Linked DNA regions of Sus scrofa: all the other regions are linked to region 1. The links are chromatin contacts, called in public HiChIP or PLAC-seq maps. All regions are on one chromosome and are shown on one strand. Each heading gives the region's core, a stretch centred on a gene start, on an enhancer-like site or on the middle of the called end of the contact. The rest is flanking DNA. Distances are from core to core; before and after follow the strand shown. Region 1 overlaps LOC106508008 (a long non-coding RNA gene). Region 2 overlaps LPP (lipoma-preferred partner). Region 3 overlaps LPP (lipoma-preferred partner). Region 4 overlaps LPP (lipoma-preferred partner). Region 5 overlaps LPP (lipoma-preferred partner). Region 6 overlaps LPP (lipoma-preferred partner). Region 7 overlaps LPP (lipoma-preferred partner).

Region 1 (3,153 bases), core at 363-2,862:
CTAACAAACAGAAGTGGGAATTTGAACCCAGCCAGGTAAGGCTTTGCTCTCAGCCATTATGTTCTCCTGCCTTATAAATGAAAGTTAGGCCTTCAATAGCCAGGTTAGGAAGAGAGGGTGTGGGGAAGGAGGGCGTTTCAGGCAGAGAGAAGAGCTGAAACAAGGGCACAGAAGTTAGGTATACATCTCATAATGTTTTATTTTGCCTAGAGAGCTTTCTAGTTTGCAAAGAACTTTCTCAACAGTTCTCTAACATGCTTCTCCTTGTGACCCTGAGAAATATGCTGTGATTATTATTCCAATTAGAAAGATGAGGAGACTGGGACCCGGGATGGAAAGGCACCAGCTGGGCTAGTGAGCTGCAGCATGAAGTTCAAGATGCAGTCGTTTAACTTCAGAGTGGTGCCTTTTCCCATGCTGTGGTGTTAATAAATACATTCATTGCTCCCTGTTCTGAGCAAGACCCTGAGCAAGCCCTTCCGCATATGCCCTAATGCCATCCTTGCAATGGCCCTGAGAGGTAAGTGTTGTTGCATTTCAAAAGCAGAAACGTTTTAATTCTGCCCCTACTTTTCTTTTTTCTTCTTTCTTTTTTACATAATGATTTTTTTTATTATAGCTGGTTTACAGTGCTTTGTCAGTTTTCTACTGTACAGCATGAGTGACCCAGTTACACATACATGTATAGATTCTTTTTTCTCACATTATCATGCTCCATCATAAATGACTAGATACAGTTCCCAGTGCTACACAGCAGGGTCTCACTGCTTGTCCATTCCAAAGGCAATAGTCTGCATCTATTAATCCTAAACTCCTAATCCATCCCACTCCCTCCCCCTCCCCCTTGGCAACCAGGAGTCTATTCTCCAAGTCCATGATTTTCTTTTCTGTGGAAAGGTTCATTTGTGCCATATATTAGATTCCAGATAAAAGTGATGTCATATGGTATTTGTCTTTCTCTTTCTGATTTGCTTCACTTAGTATGAGAGTCTCTAGTTCCATCCATGAAATCTTTCCAAATCTTTTCTTTTTTTCCCAAATATTTTATTGTGAAAATGTAAAAATATAAAGAATATTTAAACAAAATTCATATCTACCATTAGATTCTACTACTAATATTAGTTTTCTTTTTGAGGATACTGATGATTCCCTATGAGGCATGCTGGTTTAGGGGTTCATGCTTTACCCACTCTTTTGGCCCTTGGGAACCCCTGAGCCTGGAGTGTTACCTGCACATGAGCATATGCAGCTTTTCTAAAAATGGAAAATCCAAATTCATCTCTTTGCAAAAATCTTCCAGTTCCTCCTGCATTTGGCCAACCTCTCCTGTGTGGTGAAAGTCACCATTTAAATATGAAACCCAGCTCAGTTTCCAAAAATTTAATTGCATTATTAAGAATTAGTTGAAACTGGGCTTTGTCAATCTCTGAGGGGCAAGGCTGGGACTGAAGCTGACCAAACCATCAAGGCTGGCCAGAAATTCATTGCAATTGCTGAAATACTTAATGTAATCTGGGGCTGTGTTGGTTGGCGACACCACCTCCAGTACAGTGAGTACCCGCTGGGTAGGGCATAGTTCTAGGCTCTCTGGGGGAAATACAAATTAGTGGCTAGAGAGAAAGACTGGCTTTACCACGGATCCAGTGACAAGTATGTCAAAGGCCAAAGAAAGATGATCAGGCAAGAGCTGGTAAAAATTCATAGCCAGCCCCACAGCCGCAGGCAGCAAGAGCTGGATTCCCAACATCAGCTTTCTTTGCACTTGTTCAGTCCAGGAGTCAGGTAGGAAAGATCCTGTGTTCAGCCCTGTTGCCTTCCAGATTTGATTAAGGCTCTTAGGAGAGTCATGACCTCAGCCTGGAATGGCAACACAGGAAAAAGACAACAAAAAAGAAAGAGAAGATGACTAAAGCATTTAGTGCAAGAGGAGGGGCGATGGATGGAGTGAAAACTGGGAAGTTTCCACTTGATTTTCAAGGCCACGGGTATAATGAAAGGCCTCATTTTCTTGTGCTATTGTTAAGCCTTTCAAAAGAGTCTCCTCTGCAAGCCTGCCCCCAAACCATAGGTCTAGGATGATTTCTCTCCATGCCTTTTGGCTTGGTTTGCTGATTTATAAAGGGGGAAAGCAACTGCTACCTTACAGGTATTCTTTTGAGGATTAAATGTGGTAAAGCTCAGTAAATGGCTCATTAACATAAATGTATAGAAAATAGACTGTTTGATATCCTATCCAGCTAGCCCAGCCATCTGGTAAAAAGTAGGACCAGACAGTTAGACTCATGTAACAGAAATTTGGAAATCATCTGATCCAACACCTGAATGTGGTAGATGAGAAGGGAGAAAGCAGCAAGTGCTTCCGACCAAGGGTGCAGAGAAAGACAGAGGCTGAGGAGGGCTTTGTGGGTGTGGGGAGGAATGAGAGACAGAGCTTTGCTGAACCCCTTGTGATATAATCTAAACTCATAATGAAGAGAGACATAGGCAGAGTCTGCATTTCAGAAGTCGAGGCTCAGAGTTTCCAAATGGAAGTAGTCTCCCTCAGATCCAAGAGCTAAAAAGCAGATGAGGGAGATTTAAACCCTGGCTGAGTTCAGAGCCCATGCTCTTGACCTTACACCATCTCACCAGGTTTTCTGCTTCCTTGCAAAGACCCATTTTTCAAGGTTTCCGTAGCACCTTCAGAAAAGAGGGGTGGCTTGGGAAGGGGGTTGTTTTTATGTTTTTTAAAGTCTGTGAATCCCTGTGGAACCCTTCTTTACACAGCTCAGTTTTACAATCTAAGATGTCTAAGTCCACAGGCTGCCCCAGGCCTCTTTCATCCCTAACATTCTCGGTGTTTCACACCAAAAAGAAAATGGTCCTCCTTTGCCTCCAAATCCAAGTAGTCCTTACCTACAAAAATGGCTTCTTTAAAATCATCTGCCTATGTTATTTATGGTTATCTGAGGCCCGTGCAAAGAGACTCACCTTCCATTTCCTTCCCCCAGGACCTAGTAGGTGCTAAATACACTTTCTAGTACATTTTTCTTTTCTTTCTTTCTTTTTTTTTTTTTAAGAGATGCACCTGAGGCATGCAGGCTAGGGGTCGAATGGGAGCTGCGGCCACCAGCGTATGCCACAGCCACAGTAATGCGGGTTCCAAGCCGCATC
Region 2 (3,153 bases), core at 489-2,988, 950 kb after region 1:
AACAAAAACAAAATACCTAGGTAAACCTTTAAAAGGGTAAATGATCTAAGTGAAGAATGCTATAAAATTTTACAGGGATAATTAACTCAGGAGCAAAATGATTGGAGGATTGAATATGCTTTGGAAAGCACCTCTCACTTTAACAGGCATTTATATCATCACCCTGTAATTATACAACAGCTCAACTTTCAGTGGGAGAATAGTTACTGCACTGTCCTTTGCTGATGGATTTTATTTAGCCTTTTCCCCTATAGAGCCCCTAGCCCTTTGCTGATTTTCATTACTGCCCACCACATCCCTGCAGGCTATACGGCCCTCCCTGGAAAGGGTAGTAAGGCTCCCACCTGGAAGAAGATGGCCCAGAATAATAGAGACCTAGCCAGACATACCTTTTGCCACAGTCTGCTATCCCAAACTCTACTTTTTTCTCTTGTCATAGAGATAGAATGCTTTTTAAGAGCCAGGAGGAACCTTAGAAATTCAATAACGTCATTTTATAGCTGAGAAAACCTAAAGCCTGAGAAAGCTGACTGATTTGCCTGAGGTTATATGGTTTATTAATGTCAGAGGCAGGAATAGAAACCATGAGCCTTGATGATGCCTTCAAAGAACTGCTTTCTTTGGGACTGACATGAGAGGTTTAACCATATGTGACTACAGGGCCCAGAGTAACATCCCTAGAAAATACTGGATTGCATAAATTTTGGTTGGAGAGTTTAGACATAAGACAGAAGTTGCTTCAGCCCTAACCAGAATGGAGAGTCTCAGATTTCCAGGTTACATGCCTCTGAAACTTTATGCTAGAACTTTCCCACTGCCCTAGTTTGTTTATTTTTAAATCAAGCATGAACTCACCACTTGGTGTTTGCCAGAGTTTGGATGAATGTCAGCATCAGGCCGCTGTAATAATGGTTTAAGATTATTTAATCCTATTACTTATACACTTCATTAGGCTGAGTGAATTGTTGGCAGTGGTTCAGTAAACTTCCTACTTTAGAGATAGATAAAAGGTTGGAAAGAAAATGGGGAAGGAGTCTGTTCCTTGTTTTCTTTCATATTTATCCTATATCTCCTAAAGGATGAAGGAATGATAATTACTCAGTACAGTGCAAAATCTGTATTAGTAGGGTCTTTTTAACTGGACTGTACCCTCAGAACCGAAAAATGAATACATTTTCGATTAGAATTAAAGATTTGGGCAGAGGAGATAGAGGGAGGAAAGGAGAGAGAGAGAGAGAGAGTGTGTGTGTGTGTGTGTGTGTGTGAGAGAGAGAGAGAGAGAGAGAGATTATGCTTTCAAACTGATCTTAAAAATAAACCAGAAAATAAGTTGGAAGAGTCCTAAGTAAGATATTCAATCTTTCATTTAGGGGGCCTGAGATGAGGCAGCAAATATTTTTAGAGAAAGAATATGGAATTTAACTTCAGACACTAGTCTGCATTCACTTCATTTCTTTTAGCTTAAATTTCCTCACAAATAGAATGAAAATGGTATTTCTTACCCCAGTGGCTAAGTGAGGGTTCAGAGAGGCTGATGGGGCTGAATAAAACTCAAAGTGTGGAGGCTCTGAGCAGTAAATAACTGCATAGACTGAGGCTCAGGAACATATGTACAGAACCTGCAGAAGAGAAGTTTGTGTAGCTTGAATCCCCAAAGGACAGTTATTCTTCCATGTTTCAGTCTCCAGAATGTTATCTGCACACTGCTGGTTTGAGAGCTTGAAGAGTCTGAGGACCAGTCACCAGTCATGAGCCTCAGGGAGCTTGGTTTTCCCAAAATGTGCCAGAGGCCACCTGCTTTGGAATCACCCTGAAGTCCTCATTAAAAACAAAATTCTGGACTACTCCCCAGAATTCCTGCACAAGAAGCCAGGAAGTTAGCATTGTTTATAAGGCTCTTGGAGAAGGTTCCTTTGCACACCCAGATTTGAGATCTATGTGCCTAGACCTCCAGCCCAGCTCGTGTAAGAAGCAGTCCTGAAACACTTCACTTTTACCCCACACGCCTCTCCTCCACATTCCTTTTACAATACTGGGCCAAACTGGACACTTCTCCCAGACATTGCTATCTTAGCCTTCTCTCTCTGTGCCCAGCCTGCTGTCTGCCTTGTACCTTTCTCCATCTCCACCATTTGAAAATCTATCTCATCCAACCTTAAAAAAGCTTTCCTGGAACTTCCCTAAATAGATGGGGCCTTTTCTGAACATGCAAGGCTTTTATTTCTCCCTCTCTCATAGGTTTTAACCTTCTACAATTGGTGTTATAGCCATTTGAGATTTTTGGCATATTCCCTTATGAATTTGAAACCATTATTGGGGTGGGGGTTATCACATTTTATTCTTTTTTTCTTTCCCTTAGTTCTTGTCCCAACGGGTGTGCCTCTGGTTGCTTTGATATTTATTTGGGGCGGGTGGCTGGAGGGGAATTGGGTTTCCATTTAGATCCCAGTGTCTCCTAAGAGAGTCTTTGACTCTTTGTCCTTTGCTGTACCTTGGATTTGGGACTCTATGTGTGTATAAGAAGCAGAGAAGAGAACTTGGCTTGGGGAGCCTGTCAGCAGTCATTGCTGAAATGTAAATGTAAAAAATTGAAAAGAAGGATGTGAGAGTGAAGCCAGCTGTCTTGCTTCCAGCTGTAGAATTATCATAAGAGCTGTTGCACTCAAGGGCAAATGCACAGGCCCAACTTGTAGATGAAAATTGCTGGGGAGTTTGGGTGGAAATTCTCTGATATTCTGATGACTTTGAATGGGGACATGGTAATTCCTTCCCCTAGTCAGGCTTACTTAAAAAAAATAAAAAAAAAAAAAGAACTTACTTCCTGGATCTCTCTTTTGCTCACCTCCCTGCAGAATCAGAGGATGCCAGGCAAGGCTGGCATCATCTTTATTGCAAGGCAAGAAGGCAAGTGCTCTTTTTGAGTGTTTCATAGTAACAAGCATCTGATATACTGTCAGGTCTTAAAAATATTTTTTTTTAACTTGAAGATTATTTAATAATTCAGTGTCCTACATTTATGAGAAAATAGGATGCCATGAGAGGGGGAAAGACATGTTTAGGATGTCAGGAATGCGTAGATGCCCTGAGAACTCTGAGAAATCTAAATCACAGACATACAGGTGTGATGAGTTTTTGAATTATATCAATTATTTT
Region 3 (3,153 bases), core at 418-2,917, 860 kb after region 1:
TGTATCTTTTTAATGTGTATGTATATTCCTTTTCTCTTTCTCACACACACACATATGCTTTTTGCATACTCATAAATGTAAACTCTCTTAAGGTAAAGACATTACCATGTTCATGACTATATCCCCAAATTCTTGAACAGTGCTGACAAAGGGGAATAATTGTTAGGTGAATGAATGAAGATAGTGCCTCTTTGGTCATCATAACCTTGTGAGATGAATACAATACAATGTTTGTCTTCCTCTTTTACAGATAGCAAAACTGAGGCCTTGAGACTGCTCAAGGTCCCATAGCTAGGTATTGACAAAACCAAGACTTGAACTCACATTTTCTATTTCCATATCTTTTTTCTTTCTGCCTTCTGGGAATTTTCTGTATTAGTAGCAAAGCAAGAAAAGTCACACAAAGAAAATTTGTTTCCACATTTAAATGCATGGTGAGTACACAAGAAATTACTGACTTTTCAATCCAATGATAACACAGATTGTGTGATTTTTAGAAAAAGAAGCATTTCTTTTCCATTCTCTTGCATTTATTAGCATAGTTTTCAGCGCATGCCCGTGTGCGCATGCATCTGCGCACATACACACACATACACACACACAGCTCTCGGCTTGTACTTTTCCAGTCTCCTGTTAATTCTTCCTTCTAGACCCTCCCTGCTCTGACCATCCCCATTTCCTGTCAGGGCTGTTGCTTGGTCAGGCCAAATTCAAGGGACATTCAGCAGAATTTGTCATGGTCCCTTTGGTCCCTTTGGCAAGTGCAGAGGGCTTAAAGGAAGCAGAACAGCAGGCATTTCAGGAGTGGGACTAGGCTGGCCTGTTATAAAAAGTTCATATTCCCCTTAATTGTAGCTCATATTGGCAAACAGAGAAAACATACATACAAATTGCTAAGTTATGCTGAGTGTCCAAGAATGTCAGTAATCCCCATGAAATCTCAATGAAATATCTTTTTTTTTTTTTTTTCACTGAAACAGGAGCCAGAGATCACATGCTGTCCATTCCACTGCCCAATCATTGTAGACAGGTTTGATACATACACATTGACCAGGAAAGGACACCCCTTAAGGCCCTAATGCATGGAAGAAACTGCACACATTTGGCAGCAAATTGAGGTGTAGCAACAATCACTTTCTATTCTCAGACACCGCTCTGTTTTTCTTTTATCTTAAAACAGTATGACTACAAAGGGGAATAAGGTATACAGTGATATAGGCTCCTACATTAAAGTACAAGAGAAAATAGGCATTTGCTTATATCTGAAGCCCATGCGGGGAGAGATGAGTCAGTAAAAAACTGTACAAAGGAGATCTTAAGTCACCAATTGTCACAGATGCTATGGCATGGCAGTGAGTAACCCATGAACTCCCTGAGGCCTTTTTTCTTTTCACTCAGACAGATCATAATAGGGTAAAAAGGATGTCTATACACATTCATGAAACTGATCCCCCATTTGACCGTGAGTCAGGCTATAGTCCATGGACTTGGGCTGTTCAGTGTAGTAGGACTCATTTCTTTCCCTTTTCCTTTCTCATAAATGACTCAGGCGACTCACTGGAGACCCATGTGAGCTTCTCTTCCTGGAATCATCATTTTGGAAGTGCATGTCCTCTAAACTTACTGGATTCACCCAATGAAACACGCCTCTGCTTTGATTTCACCTCCTGTGTGTGGTTTGCAGAGACGAGCTGTTGGGGTTTCCCACCCGTCCACGACTCAAAGTTTCTATTTCTACATTTTGACTGCCAGTTCTATATTTGGTCAAAATCCTGCTTTTTGCCTGGTTTCCTAGGGAAACAGCTTGTCAAACTGCTGTTTTTTTGTCCATCTGCCTTGCCCACTTGGGTTTTTGATTGTGCACTCTGATTATTTCCTAATCTGACAGGCACAAGGCCAAAAATGAGGGGAAACCCCTTGAAATTTCTTAAAAATAAGTTTATGTAAATGAATGGTCAGTTAGGAAATCACAGTTGTGTGTGTTGTGGTAGGGAGGGCGGTTTGTGTTTGTGTTTCTAGTTGTCTGTATGTTTATAGCCTATGATAATAAGAAAGCCAATGTAAGGGAACAGTGGGAGGGTCAAGAAACCTTATTCTATAGATGCAAAGGTACTATACGTAAAATATAGATGTGGACACAGTAACATTCCTGCAAGGACCATCCAGTCAGAAGTACCAGCTATGACACATTTAAAGAAACACTAGACTTTGTCAGAAAATCTGAGTTTTTGTGTCATTTAAACCTCATGCTGGATCTTTTCATTACCACAAGGACCACATTTTACTTCTGGAATTAGGACCCCTTGTGCCAAAGATTCTGTGCAACTGAGAGCATTAATATAAGGAAATGTGCCTTCCTTTTTCCAGCTTTTACACTTCAAACACATACATAGTGACCAATCAAACAGTGTAGAGTGACATACATAACCAATGTCACAGCACCAAGTTGATGATCTATCAATAAACAATCTAACTCCAGATAAATGCCTGTGTATTTTAGGCTTTTTAAAATATGAAATTGACCTGAAGCTCTGTTATACAGATATCATAGAAACACCAGGTTCTAGGAACAACACATTGAGAATCAGTATCCTAGATGATTTCAGAAATATTCTCCATGTCCTTTGGTTAAATTCTCTTTAGGACTTTTTTGGGGAGAGAAAGCTGGCAGAGAAGGAGAAGGAGGTATGCCTTCTTACATTATGGAACACCTATGTTTCACCTTGCCCAGGGAATTATGTCAGTGGGCCTAAAGCATGCCGAGTTTTTTCATGGTTCTGAAATAGTTGTGTTCCTGAAGTCATAGGTGAGCCAGGTCCTTCCCTGTCTGTGGCTCATGGATAGACTGGGGGAACAGGTGTCCAGGTCTTATTTCAGAACATCATCACATACCTATTGTGAGAAACAGAGCCCTCAACAAATAGAATCTGTTGTTTCATTTAGTTACTTTTCAAGATGCCATTACCAGAAATTTTATGTAAATACATATTTTATTCCCTGAGGCATGTTAATATGAGACCAAAATTATAAAACATTGAAAACAAAATTTCCTTTTTTACTAGTTTTCTCTGTGTGCTATTGGGAACATGCATGCTATAGGAGAACAAAGGTGTTCAAACCCAGCCAAAGCCTCTTTGCTGTTTTGTTTGCAGA
Region 4 (3,153 bases), core at 395-2,894, 840 kb after region 1:
TCTGCTGTCTGAAAGCTAGAGAACTAGGAAATTCTGTTAAAAGCTAGAGAACTAGTAATTCAGTCAGGATCCACAGGTTTAAGAATCAGTGTGGAGGGGCTTGGGTGGGGGTGGGGATGCACTGATGGTTTGAGTCCAAAGGCCTGAGAACTAGGAGCATTGGTACCAGAGGGGAGGAGATGTTCAGAGAGCAAGTCTCCCTTCCTCCATTCGGAGGTTGGAGTCAGGCCCTCAGGGGATTGGATGAACCACCTGCACTGGTGAGGGCAGCTCTTCTTTACTTGTCCAGTGATTCAAATGCTAATCTTTTCCAGAGACACCTTCATAGACAGACCCAGAAATAATATTTTACCAGCGATCTGGGCATCCCTTAGCCCAGTCAAGTTGACACATCGAATTAACCATCAGAATAGCTACGGAAATATTACCAGGGATGAAAATTACCGAAAACTGGGGAGTAAATTAGGGGGTAGTTTGATGTTTTTCAACTGATGCTATTCACATTTAGGGCAAGAGAGTTCCTCATTTGTTGGCAATGTTTTTGTGCATGGCAGCCCATTAACATTCTTGGTCTCTACCCACTAAATGCTGGTAACACCTTGCCACACACACACCCATTGTGACAACCAAAAACCACTCCTGGTGCATTAAGCACCCTCTGGAAGAATCTATCCTCTCACTCCTGGTTCTTTGGAGAATGTCTGGATTTATGGTGCTCTAAGACTGGTTGTGATTAAGGATCTTGTGCTGTTTTTCTTTCCTCTGCTTCCTCTCGAATTCAGATCTTGTTACCACATGCCCTGTTTGACCTATCGAACCATCTATTAATGGAATTGAATGTGTTGAATATTGTTACAAACAGTACATGCTCCTTTTCTGTGCCGAATGTTGTCAAGTTCTAGAAAATGTAAAACTTCCAATCTAAAGGGTTGGGTTTTAGGACAAAGGAAAGAAAGGTTCTGGTAAATCACTTTAGTTCATCATAGTTCCTACAATTCATGTTTGAGTAGTTACTGTTTTATTAGAAAATTGTAATTTCTCTAAATATAGCTAACATATTATTTTGTTCCTAAATAGAATTTTAAAAATACATGTCTTGAAACCAGCTTGTCTTTTTCTTTGTAACATGTATCAGTTTTTTTGAAGAAGTAGTGGGGACCTATGAATCTGGCATTTGGTGCGTAATTTTATCTTAACCTCTGCCTTTTTTAGAATGCTCTGACCAATCCTATAATTCTACAATTAATGTTTTACCAGAAATACAGTCATTTACATTTATCCCTCTAAGATTTTTATCATTCTTACTCATTTATGCAGTCATTTAACCTCAGAATGCCAACTTTGAGAGACACTGTTTACCAAGCCCTGGCCAATTCATTCATGAATAGATGAATAAGTGCTGTGCCCAAAAAAGCTTACAAATCAAGAATCGTAATGTCAGTAACTTAATATTTCTCTAGGATTTTATAACTTGCAAAGCAAAGTCACATATCCCTATTTGTACCCAAGGGACCTGAAAACACATTCTTATTTCACAGTTTACTCACTTATGACTTGATCTTGTTTGATCCAGTGACTCTCTGAAGCATTATATTATTAACTCATCCTTGCAAGTGTGGAACTTGATAAGTCAGAATGATTCACAGCCTTGTGTGTGGTCAAATAAATTGACCCATGCCTTTCAACTTAATGGTTCCTCAAGGCAGCCTGGATTAGGAGAAAGAATAGGAAACTAAATCATGGTGGGATCCTGCTTCAGGCACTCTCTCAATACATAAACTTAGGTGTAAGATGCTTAATTCTAAATACAATGTTTTCTGATTTGGGAAAGAAAGCAAACCTCACAGATCTCTTTAGGACAATGATTTTTCAGCAAGGAAGAGGGAAAGGGATATGCTTGAATGAGCCTTTCATGTATTTAATAGTCATTTGATAAATATTTTTGAGTGTCTCTCTTCTAGGCTCTGGGGATACGGTATTGAACACAATAATAAAAAATTCCTGCCTCCTGGGTGCTTCTATTCTGACTGTATTATATCAGGGGCCCCAGCTTTTCAAAGGAAATAGTATCCAACCTCTTGCTAAAATCCTAAAACCCCTCTCTCTTCCTACTCATCCCTGTTTGAGTAGTCTCACCTTAAAGGAATCCACTGTTTCTGGTCGCTGCATGTTCTAGCCCTCAGGTTTGCCCATACAGAAAAGGTATTGAAAAAAGTTATCAACTCGAGGCTTTTTTAAGGTCTTCTTAAGATCGATGTACGTTACTTGTGAATGAACATAATTTTTTTCTGATTACATAGGATTGTTTTAAAATCCATGAAATCTTTTGAAATTGAAGTGGAAGTTCACCAAGACTGTTCCCTCCATTTTATCGTAAAGTCAACTGGACTCAAACACAAGAAGGGAGGGTGTGAACCTTGAAAGTCTATGGGTGCTTTATTTGTTTTTGACACCTCCCACCCCAGCAACTTTGTACGCTAGTTATTGATAAGCATATCTTCCAGATATGCACACTGAGGCACAGAGAAGCCCATTCATAGAGGAGCTGAAATGAAAACTATAAGAGCTTCATCTCATCCAGTGCTTTTTTTTTTCTCTCCCAGAATGCATCTCATTTGTAACCTGTTAACAGAGACTGAGTTAGTCCACTGTGTTAACTGGAGAACTTTTCATAGCTGTTTTCTTCCCTTTGCTCTTAATGTCAATTTAAAACATGTACGAGAATCTGAAAAGAGAGTTTCTGAGAAATTTGTGCAGCTCCTGTTTCAAAGAAAAGATAGACTTCTCTCGATGAAGCCTTGACGGCAGCAAATTTAGACAAAAACTGAAAGCAAAACAGCCTACTCAAGGTTAGACAGTGACTCAAGTCATTCCGTGCACTTAAACAATATTTAGGATGACCCTATGTAAACTCACATTATCACTTAAAAGCCAGTATAAAAATACTACCCATCTGCTGTGCTAGTCCTGCTGTTGCTTGCCACATTTCTCTGACAAGCTGTTACCTCAGAATATAGAGAGTATACATTTTGAAATCCGGAGTTTGAGTTTGAAAAAAAAGAAAAAAAATGGTATCTGGTACATATGGACTAGATTCTGTTCTTCCAAATGTAGATTTGTAACCTCATTTATTCTTAAAGATGATGTGTTAAA
Region 5 (3,153 bases), core at 359-2,858, 740 kb after region 1:
GAACTCCTCATATTTTTTAAGTAACAAATTGTTTTGATATGTAATTCATTTACCATACAATTCACTGACTCAACTTATTTTTAACGGAGATAATTACTACATTTACTGAACAGATATTTTACGAGCATCTACCATGTGCCAGGGACTTTCTAAGCGTTGGAGCTAGACTGACAATAGTTCTATAAAACCTAGCTTCTCACAAAATGTCCATCAACAGATTTTTTTTAATTAAATTGAAGTATAGTTCATTTACAATGTTTGTTAGTTTCAGGTGTACAGAAAAGTGACTCAGTTATACCTACATATATATTTGTCTTTTTTTCAGATTCTTTTCCCTTATAGGTTATTACAAAATTTTGAGTAGAGTACCTCTGCTGTACAGTAGGTCCTAGTTGGTTATCTGTTTTCTAAATAGTAGTGTGTATATGTTAATCCCCAACTCCCAGTTTATCCTCCGCTTCCCCTCTCGTAAACATAAGCTTGTTTTCTGTGTCTATGGGTCTATTTAACAGACTCTTTTCTAAATGGTGTTAAATACTGACATTGGGTCAGTAAAGGATATTCTGGCAACACATCAGGGGGACAAAGAAAACCTGATCTGGGGAGACCTGGGGAGCCTTTTGAGAGGTTGTCATCTCTAAACAGAATCTGAGAAGCCTGTGAGAGTTTTCTAGTTGATAACCTGGGGACAGTAGAGAGGGGTGAGTTTTTTGGGAGGAGGAAAGAAAATGAGCCACTGCACAAAGGTGAGACATAGGTAATCCATAGAGTTCAGTAAGGTGAGAGCAGGGGGGACAGCATGGGAAGTACACTGGGCCTGAAGGTCAGAGCTGTCAATGTGTGCCTTCATAGAATTAATTGTGTGTCTTACTATGAGGTCACAAAGGAGGATGAGGTCAGCTAGAGGATGTGATGTTTGAGTTTAGTCACAAAGGCTGTCTAGGAGGGGTTTTTTTTGTTTGTTTTTATTGAGGCAGTCTATAGTTAGTCCAGGCAGAAGGAACTACAGTTGTAGAAATACATGTGTTTAAAAGAATGGTGTTTTCAGCTAGGTAAGGAATTCGAAGGACTTAGAAGATAAGGTAAGTGAAACAGAGAAAGAATATAGCCAAACTATTACATTGTGAGAGTTGAAGAGCAGCTTATAAATGGATTCAAGCTGTATAAATGAATGTATAAATGAATTTGTACATTGCACTCTTCAGCCTGTAGACATTTGGGGGTGGGGAGGTGAGGAGTTTGAATGAAGACTGGAACATTGAAGATTTTAGAAAAGAAATTAGAAGTATGTTTTCGAAGATCACTCTGGATATACCTGAATTGGAGGATCCGTGGTTTTTAAATGAAAGTTAGGAGTGTGACATCTCTGTTGTTTAGTGTAGCTTATCTAATTAACATTTTATATAAAATTCTACCTGTCAATTACCCTTTCCAACAATGATCAATCATTTCTAATATTAGGAAATTGTAATTAAATATATGGCAATGGTAACCGATGTTCACTGAAAATTTACTATGTCACTTTCATGTATTAATTCACTTGATCCTTGTAATAGCCCAATGCCTCAGCCTATCATTTCCCCACATTTTACAGATCATGAGGCCACGGTCCAGAGAGTCGAAACTGAAACTAGCGAGTGGCAGAGCTGGTATTTGAGCCATGGCAGTCTAGCTCCTAAGCCTGATTATATGAATTGACAACTGAATACATAATCGAAATTACTAACAGTGATTGTGTTAGTGAGAAGGGATTTTGGGGCAGTTTTTTGTTAGTTTTTTACAGTTCAGTGATTCAGTGATTTTGCAACAATTACCCAAGTCTAATTTTAGAACATTTCTTCCATCCCAAAAAGAAATCTCATGCCCATTTGTAGTCACTCTCTATTCTCACCTCAACCCGATGCAACCTTGAATCTGTTTCAGTGTTAAATCAGTCTTTAAATGAATATGACTTCAGTTTAGTGACAATTTGTTTTGAATGGAAGCAATTTGATAGGCTTAGCAATTTAGGAGTGTAACATAGTTTGAACCTCTAATTTCTAACATCTGTTCAAAGTAGTGTTCTCTGTTCATAATTTAGGGCAGCGAAGGGTAGAAGTGCCAGCCCTGAGTCAGTCATTGGTCATAAGCACATGACTAAGACTGCTCCAGGCCCCACACTTGAGTTCCCCATTTGTCTTTCGGAGATGCTGGAACATAAATAGACACATTATTGAACAACATTGGAGAATGGAATTCTTCTAGAAATTTTGATGTATTTGTATTAAACTTCTTCCTGTTATAAACTATTGAATTGTTTATAAAACATCTAGTATGTATAAAGCATTTGAACTGCTTGGCATTTTGAGGATAAAATCCACATCAATTTTAAATGAAATAAAACTCCCCATCCAGAATAGAATAGTAATTGCCAGACATAAAATAGCCCAGCTGTGGAGTGACTTAAAGGACAATTGGTCTAAGGCAGAAAGTACCAGCTAGGATGCTGCTATGCAAATAATTGTAAGGCCTGAATTACTCTACCTATTTGGTAGCACATATATCTAAAATGGCTTAAAATAAAAATTGCAAATGTACCAGATTTGATCAATCTTAGCATTGCTTTTTCTTATTCTCCTAGTCCCAAGTTAAAAATAATATCCGCCTGCCTCATTTTCCTGTGTGCTAGTTAGTAAGGATTAACTAGAGTTCTCAACAGGAAAGCAAGATATAGTAGACGACATTGTATAGTGAGTGAGAGCCTGCTAGAGATAATTACATAGTCACTCCCACTATATTACCCCTCAAAGAAACTGAGCCTAATATTCTCATCCTAAGCAATTTAACCAACTTCTAAAAAAAAAAAAAGTATAAGATATTATTTAGAGAATGAAATAGCTACTGTATGTAATCAGGAGGGAGAATTATAGCAAATTATAATACTCATTTGATAAGTATATAAAGAGCTACTCTCAAAGCTTTGTACTATACCTCCTAGGTAATTGTTGAGTTGTGCTAACTGTCCTTAATAAAGGAGAAGAGATAAAGAACTGCTAAAAAAAATCAATTGTTACAGTTGTTCTTTAGGTTTTCCCCTCTGGGCATAGATTAAGTCTAATTTCATGCTCTGCAAGGATCAGGCACACATTTGGTCTTCAGATATTTAATAGTGGT
Region 6 (3,153 bases), core at 382-2,881, 720 kb after region 1:
GAGCAAGTAGATGGTTTCTTCATGTATTCAATACAAGTGCTATAGCCAGCTTTCTCTGGGGTCCTGCAGAAACAGATCTAAGAAGTCTAACGAAAGAATCGACACCACTTCCCTGTGCCTTTAATGTAAAAGTGGGCAGTTAACTTGTGTACTTGTTTGGGAATGATTCGTAAAGCTGAGAAGGAGCTAGTAAATAGAAGGAGCCTAGTAAATTGAAAGATTCTCCTGATGGAACAAGGAAATTGAGATTTATTGTTCAGTCAGTTCCAATTACCTGTTGTGTTGCAGAGGAAAGCAGCTAAACAGGATGTTGGCTTGTAACACCATCAAGGTGGAATCAACCTCAAAGGAGACCGTGTCAGAGCAGTGTTCAATGCCTGAACTTCTACCAAGTGAGTCACTTGTGAGAAGAGGCCTTGATGCAGATAGAATCAAGGTGCCACATTATATCTGATCACAGAAATGTTAATGCAGAAGAACAAACTGGCTTTGATCTTCATGGGATTGCAGGCTGAGGAATAAAGAGGGAGGTGTATTTCTAAAGGTCATCTCTACAACTTATGAGAAAATGCTTCTGTGTGGCTGCATATCAAGAATAGGAAGTGAGCATATTTGAAGGAAGACTGCAAGCTGTTTTCCATGTGTGAATTTCACATGTGTGTTTGTGTGTATGTGTCTTCACATATGCCTGTGGGTTTCTGGAAGTGTTTAGCATCCTGAATACTCATTTCTTCTGTGTTGTAGCTGATAACATCTAACGTCCAGTGTGGTGCATGGAGAGGAAAAAGCTTCTATCTCCTGCTTTAGATGTAAATTAGATAACTTTTTTTTTTTTCAAAAAAGGTGTGCCATTTCAAAATGACTTCTTTCCTGACTTGAAAGTAGAATTGGCAACAGTGAAATGATCTCTACACAAACTCAGAAAGGATATCTTTTGAACAAGTAGTAGTTGAATTTCATACCAAACTAGAAAATGTTAAGAAATTTGAGGTGGATTGTTGTTTATACGGGTAAACTAGGAGAGCCCACAGGGATGAAGCTGTTTGTCTGAGGTCATGCAGTAGGTCAGTGGCACTGCCAAGACTGGAACCATCATCACCTGACTCCTATTTCTTTCTAGTCCAGCACAGCTGCCTCCCAAGTTTAATAGTCTATGACTCACAGTCCAAATCTATGGTGACATATAATATGTTACTTTGATTCTAAATCAACAAGCCACTTTTAGAAGTGCTTACACTGTTACATCACTTTCTATGCTATTGGATTCTTCAAGTTGAGTCTTATTTCTAGAACTCCAACAAGAGTAACAAGAGGAGCCATTTATTCATTATCACGACAACTATGTATTAAACACTTGTTGGGTGACAAGTCTCCTCTAGAGAGTGAGGGTGCAGCTATGAATAAAACAGAATGTATTTCCTTAAATGGTTACTTTTCCTCTGGAGAGAGGCATCATAAGCAGATAAACAAGTAAACATTTACGTCTGATAGAAATAAGTGCTGTAGAGAAAAATAAAGCAGACAAAAGGAGAGGGAATGCTTTGGTTGGAGTGGATTAATTGTGGCTGCTTTATATAAGGCAGTTAGAGCAGGCTTTATGAGGAGGTGATATCTGAGCAGAAATCTCAGATAGGTGAGGGAGTGAGCCATGCAGATATTTGGAACAGGAGAAAGCGTGTTCCAGACAGAGGAAGTATGAAAGCACTGGGAGAGGAACCTGGCTGGCACCTGGCTTATTTGAGAAAGACTGAAGTAGCCAAGTAAAGCTGGAGTTGAGTGATCTACAGGGAACGAGAAAAGATAAGGGCAGGAGGTACCAAGAACCATTACCTCGTCATGTGATCAAACTTACATTAGCGATCCCTCTGGCAGCTTTATGGAGGATAGAATGTAGGCTAGAAATGATAGTTGGTGGGCAGGTATGGGGCACCTGCTAAGAAGTAGTGAGGTTCCAGATATATTTTGATGGTAATGTCAAGTTTTGGGGACAGATTAGATGTAGAATATGAGAGCAAAGGAAGATTCCAGGGGGATTGCTAGGTTTTTACTAGGTAATGAGAAGAATGGAGATTCAATTTGGTGAGGTGTCAGGAGGACAGCAAGACAGTTTTGTGGTTTATTCTTTTTTTTTTTTTATGAGAATTTGATCAGCAATTTGGTTTTAGGTATGTTAGATTAGAGCTGACCTTTAGCCTTCCAAATAGCAGTTGGGTAGACAGTTACATATTTGAGTCTGGGGTTCAAGGATGAAGTGTTGACTTAATATAGACTTGGTTAGAAATGAGTAGATCCAAATTTAAAATTTTGATACTGAGTGACATTATCTAAAATAGTGGATTATGCCCTTGGGCCAAGATTTTGATATCTCTTGGAGACACCTAGGAACCATTAGAGATGTCATGAACAGTGATAATGAGGTGGAAGGAGAATCAAGAGACAGAGCCTTCCAAAGATATAGGGAAAAAGCACTTCAGGAGTGAGTGAAGGATAAGTTAACTGCTCTGTGGATCAGCTGCCATGAAGATTAAAAATCAGACCACTTGGGAGTTCCCATGGTAGATCAGTGGTAATGAACTTAACTAGTATCCATGAGAACATGGGTTTGATCCCTGGCTTTCCTCAGTGGGTCGGGAATCCAGTTTTGTCATGAGCTGTGATGTAGGTTGGCTTAGATCCTGTGTCACTGTGTCTGTGGTGTAGGCCAGAAGCTGCAGTTCCGATTCGACCCCTAGCCTGGGAACTTTCATATGCCGTGGGTGTGGCCCTAAAAAGACCAAAAAAAAAAAATCGGACCACTGGATTTACATCTTTGATGGTTGTTGCATAAAAACAAACAGTTCTCACCACTCTTCTGAGCTCTTGGCTCACGCTTGTTTTTCCTTTTCCTTTGTCTAGGTGAAATCAACACTAAATAATCATTAAATACAAGACTAGAATTACATTGTCTGGAGTTCAGTCCTAGTCACATTCACAGTTGTCTTATTTGATCTTATTCTGTGCTTCTTCTTAAGGAGGGGGGCGGTGATATTATCTACCTCATAGATTATTGGGAAGACTGAAAGAGATAAACATTTAGCACAGTATATGTCATATAGAAAATGGCTCATAAATGGAATAAAACGATCAGTATAATTAACAAAAATAAGCTTGCCT
Region 7 (3,153 bases), core at 170-2,669, 680 kb after region 1:
ACCCAATTAGTCTTCAAAAATTTTTATTTTCATCCTATGGCTTTTTGCTGACTGCTACATTAAATTTCCCCTCTTGGTTGATTTTCAGAGTACTCCAAGACCTTTAAACACACTTCACCTCCCACTGTGCTCTTTCTGTCTTCTCTTTTGTGAGACCAATGTCCTCATTGTCAACTTCTCATGCCGAGTTAATTTCCCTTGTGTGTTTCTTGCTCCCTGAAGCATCCTCATCTCTCAGCTGATGAGAAATACTCCCCATTTTTTTAAAGCTTGATCCATACCCTCTAATACCACCAGCTCATCCTGATCTCTCCCTTCTTTGCTTCCAGACCCTATTGACAGGGTGGTTTGGTATAGTGCCAGGAAGCCCTACTCTATTACTTATCAGTTGTGTTCCATCTTCACATGAAAAATGGGAACAATAGCTTAGAAAGTCATTTTGAAGATTAATTAAGGTAAAGAATTTAGAGTATCCAGTAGTATCTGGTTCATAGTAAAGGCTACAATGTATTAGTTAATGTATAAATCAGTTAATTACGTTTCATTTTCCTGCCACTGAATATATGCCTTTTTTGGGACTGATTTAATTATGCTATGTAACTACAAACTATATATCATAAAGCCAGAATCAAAATATGCCATAGGGGAGACCTATAGAAATCACTTAACATCACGAATTGTAGAGCCTCACCTTTTAAAGGCTCATAATCCAGCTCATCTTTCCTGTGATGCAGAAATGGATACCTAGATTTCTTAAGTCAGCTGCCCCAGATGACACATTTGGTAGGAGAGCTGGCCTCAACCCCAGATGGAGGTTTCTGGACTTACAGGTTTGAATGTTTTCAATTATCCTCTTGTTTATTCCCCTTTTAGAAACTGTTTGAAGGCTGGATTACAGCTCACATTCCTCCATCACCCATAGTCTTTAACCTCATTAAGGGATATGTGGTTGATAGTTGTGGATTTTTGATTCATTCCTTGTTTTGGCCATAAGAATTCTCTGGAAACATCTATGGAGTATGGATTATACATGGGCTTATCACCCTTTTGATGCTTTTAATACTGTTGTAAACATACAAAGGGTCCAACATGTACACTGCTGTGCCTTGGTTCAGTGTGGTGGGGAAAGCAAATGGGAGAGGAAGTTATATACATCTTGAGGAAATCAAGCTTTTCTATTTTTAGCCCTTGCTACTGTTTGAAAAGTACAGTCCTGTTCATGGCAGTCTGGCATGTGTTTCCTTAGTACCATTTCAAACAGGGAAAAAATAAATATGGGAATTTTTTGTAGTGAAAATAGTTACTTAGTGAAATCACGTAAGTTCCTTCTTTTCCTCTTGATGAAACCTCAAACCCACTAGGCACAGATTCCTCAACCTCAACTATGCATGTCAAAGGCTCATGCAGAGGAGGAAACTGCAGTCAGCAAAACCAAGTACAGCACAATGTGCTCTGGTGCCTGAGAGAGAGGCCAGGGAAGGCTGGGGGAGGGGAGGGTGAATTCCTCCGTCAGTGGAGTCTTAGCCACCTACCAGATGGTGCCCCTGGAGAAAACTGAATCCTGAACTATATAGATAGAGACACCTAGTGTCACAGCCCTTTGCTTAAACTGTTGCTCCTGCCTGAGTCTCAGCTCTTCTTTCCCTGAGTGCCTAACAGCCACTCCCCCAATTCAAATATGTAAATTGCTTCTCTTTAGCTGTTTAGATGACATTTTGGGGATTTTTCTAATCTGAGACTGTGTTAGTTCTCATAAGAGAACAGTAAAGAATCTTATGAAAGACAGGATAAACACCTGGTCTCTATTTATTTTATTCTATTGTTCTTTTCTTTTTTTCTTTCTTTAGCACCGCATGTGCAGCATTTGGAAGTTCCCAGGCTAGGGGTCGAATCAGAGCTGCAGCTGCCAGCCTACACCACAACCACGCAGGATCTGAGCAGCATCTGCAACCTACACCACCACTCATGGCAACACCAGATCCTTAACCCACTGAGTGAGGTCAGGGATTGAACCTGTGTCCTCATGGATACTAGTTGGGGTTGTTACCACTGAGCCACAATGGGAACTCCCACCTGGTCTCTATTTAGATGGATTTTCTATAACAGAGCAGGCCTTGGTCAGAAGAGGCAATGGTAGGGTGGTTTGGAGTCTACTGTATGAATTGAGGCAGACCAGACCCTGCATTAGGGTGATGGCCATGACCATGGTGAAGGTTGGCTAGAGTCCAGAGTCATTGGGAAAGAGGAAGGAATGACAAATGGAGGAGTCTGAGATACTTTTCAGGATCGTGACTTTCTTCAGTAAAGAGATATTTGCTTCCTATCCTAGTGTTTACCAAATAGGAAGTTCCTCTGAAAAGTGAGAACTCTGAGCTAAGTGCAATGTGAACCTTACTAAAGGAAATGTTGATACCGTAGAGAAAAGATTACGCCTCATTAAGGAGAGGGACTATACAGTCTCCAGATATAAACAACTCTACTTATATAAAATTGTGATGGTAGGGTGAGAATAATACATTGCTGTAATGAATGCTAATTTGTGGATATTGCTGTATTGTTGTCAATGTTTTTTAATTGAATATGTATTAATCTCCAACAGGGTGCTATGAATAATGCCAACTTACAGTTGATTTATCAGAAGACTTTATAAACACTAGTAAAATGGAAAGTCACAGCACCCCTTCAGGGTGGTAAATGTGGTTGCCATTTGTACAGATGAGGACAAGTGAAGTGGATTGTGTTTGCTCTGTTGGCACCGTGGGTGAGAATGTGAAACTGTCAAATGAGAGAAAAGTCTTTTCCCTGTCCCTGGGAACTGGGTTAGAATACATTAGTAAAGAGCTCTCCTTAAATGTGTTCAGAGTTGTGGGATTTTAATTAAATCATTCTGGTTATTGTTAGCACTTGCATTAGCACCTGATATCCAAATTCCAGGCCAGCAGATTTCAAATCAAGTATGGGAAAGAATTCGGGTGAGGCTTGCAAAGGGTTTGTTAAATGCAGATCACTAGGCCCTGCTCCCAAAGGTTCAGATTTGGTAAATCTGGAAAGGTGGGTGGGGGGCTAAGGATTTTCCCTTTTTTTTTTTTTTTTGGTCTTTTTGCCATTTCTAGGGCCGCTCCCGCGGCATATGGAGGTTCCCAGACTAGGGAT

What was found. HiChIP or PLAC-seq counts read pairs in DNA pulled down with a chosen protein or histone mark.
Region 2: a contact with region 1 is called in an H3K27ac HiChIP or PLAC-seq map of skeletal muscle. The contact joins two enhancer-like sites. A contact is called at or near these places in 4 of 5 promoter capture datasets (fetal liver, fetal skeletal muscle and liver), 2 of 47 Hi-C or Micro-C datasets (fetal heart ventricle and fetal skeletal muscle) and 2 of 2 datasets of contacts at active chromatin or transcription factors (alveolar macrophages and skeletal muscle).
Region 3: an H3K27ac HiChIP or PLAC-seq map of alveolar macrophages shows a contact between it and region 1. The contact joins two enhancer-like sites.
Region 4: an H3K27ac HiChIP or PLAC-seq map of alveolar macrophages shows a contact between it and region 1. The contact joins two enhancer-like sites. A contact is called at or near these places in 2 of 5 promoter capture datasets (fetal liver and fetal skeletal muscle), 1 of 47 Hi-C or Micro-C datasets (embryonic fibroblasts) and 2 of 2 datasets of contacts at active chromatin or transcription factors (alveolar macrophages and skeletal muscle).
Region 5: a contact with region 1 is called in an H3K27ac HiChIP or PLAC-seq map of alveolar macrophages. The contact joins two enhancer-like sites. A contact is called at or near these places in 2 of 5 promoter capture datasets (fetal skeletal muscle and liver) and 2 of 2 datasets of contacts at active chromatin or transcription factors (alveolar macrophages and skeletal muscle).
Region 6: an H3K27ac HiChIP or PLAC-seq map of skeletal muscle shows a contact between it and region 1. The contact joins two enhancer-like sites. A contact is called at or near these places in 3 of 5 promoter capture datasets (fetal liver, fetal skeletal muscle and liver), 1 of 47 Hi-C or Micro-C datasets (skeletal muscle) and 1 of 2 datasets of contacts at active chromatin or transcription factors (skeletal muscle).
Region 7: an H3K27ac HiChIP or PLAC-seq map of skeletal muscle shows a contact between it and region 1. The contact joins two enhancer-like sites. A contact is called at or near these places in 3 of 5 promoter capture datasets (fetal liver, fetal skeletal muscle and liver), 2 of 47 Hi-C or Micro-C datasets (embryonic fibroblasts and retroperitoneal adipose tissue) and 2 of 2 datasets of contacts at active chromatin or transcription factors (alveolar macrophages and skeletal muscle).

Annotation. Positions count from the first base shown.
Region 1 is chr13:125,418,074-125,421,226 of Sscrofa11.1, forward strand. It overlaps LOC106508008 (a long non-coding RNA gene), which reads left to right. Exons shown (of 5, transcript XR_002337803.1): 3 at 1-35. Among named protein-coding and RNA genes, the nearest start is that of BCL6, 30 kb to the left of the region's middle. Within about 2 kb of position 1,613, at least 2 of the 83 cell types and tissues checked have an H3K27ac peak or open chromatin away from gene starts, as enhancers often do. A contact at or near this core is called in alveolar macrophages and skeletal muscle, where this site is marked.
Region 2 is chr13:126,367,468-126,370,620 of Sscrofa11.1, forward strand. The region is part of intron 8 of LPP (lipoma-preferred partner); the gene reads left to right. Among named protein-coding and RNA genes, the nearest start is that of MIR28, 87 kb to the left of the region's middle. Within about 2 kb of position 1,739, at least 7 of the 83 cell types and tissues checked have an H3K27ac peak or open chromatin away from gene starts, as enhancers often do. A contact at or near this core is called in alveolar macrophages and skeletal muscle, where this site is marked.
Region 3 is chr13:126,275,109-126,278,261 of Sscrofa11.1, forward strand. All of the region lies in intron 6 of LPP (lipoma-preferred partner), which reads left to right. Among named protein-coding and RNA genes, the nearest start is that of MIR28, 5.5 kb to the right of the region's middle. Within about 2 kb of position 1,668, at least 9 of the 83 cell types and tissues checked have an H3K27ac peak or open chromatin away from gene starts, as enhancers often do. A contact at or near this core is called in alveolar macrophages, where this site is marked.
Region 4 is chr13:126,255,762-126,258,914 of Sscrofa11.1, forward strand. All of the region lies in intron 6 of LPP (lipoma-preferred partner), which reads left to right. Among named protein-coding and RNA genes, the nearest start is that of MIR28, 25 kb to the right of the region's middle. Within about 2 kb of position 1,645, at least 6 of the 83 cell types and tissues checked have an H3K27ac peak or open chromatin away from gene starts, as enhancers often do. A contact at or near this core is called in alveolar macrophages, where this site is marked.
Region 5 is chr13:126,162,038-126,165,190 of Sscrofa11.1, forward strand. The region is part of intron 5 of LPP (lipoma-preferred partner); the gene reads left to right. Among named protein-coding and RNA genes, the nearest start is that of MIR28, 120 kb to the right of the region's middle. Within about 2 kb of position 1,609, at least 3 of the 83 cell types and tissues checked have an H3K27ac peak or open chromatin away from gene starts, as enhancers often do. A contact at or near this core is called in alveolar macrophages, where this site is marked.
Region 6 is chr13:126,143,015-126,146,167 of Sscrofa11.1, forward strand. The region is part of intron 5 of LPP (lipoma-preferred partner); the gene reads left to right. Among named protein-coding and RNA genes, the nearest start is that of MIR28, 140 kb to the right of the region's middle. Within about 2 kb of position 1,632, at least 5 of the 83 cell types and tissues checked have an H3K27ac peak or open chromatin away from gene starts, as enhancers often do. A contact at or near this core is called in skeletal muscle, where this site is marked.
Region 7 is chr13:126,096,947-126,100,099 of Sscrofa11.1, forward strand. All of the region lies in intron 4 of LPP (lipoma-preferred partner), which reads left to right. Among named protein-coding and RNA genes, the nearest start is that of MIR28, 180 kb to the right of the region's middle. Within about 2 kb of position 1,420, at least 18 of the 83 cell types and tissues checked have an H3K27ac peak or open chromatin away from gene starts, as enhancers often do. A contact at or near this core is called in alveolar macrophages and skeletal muscle, where this site is marked.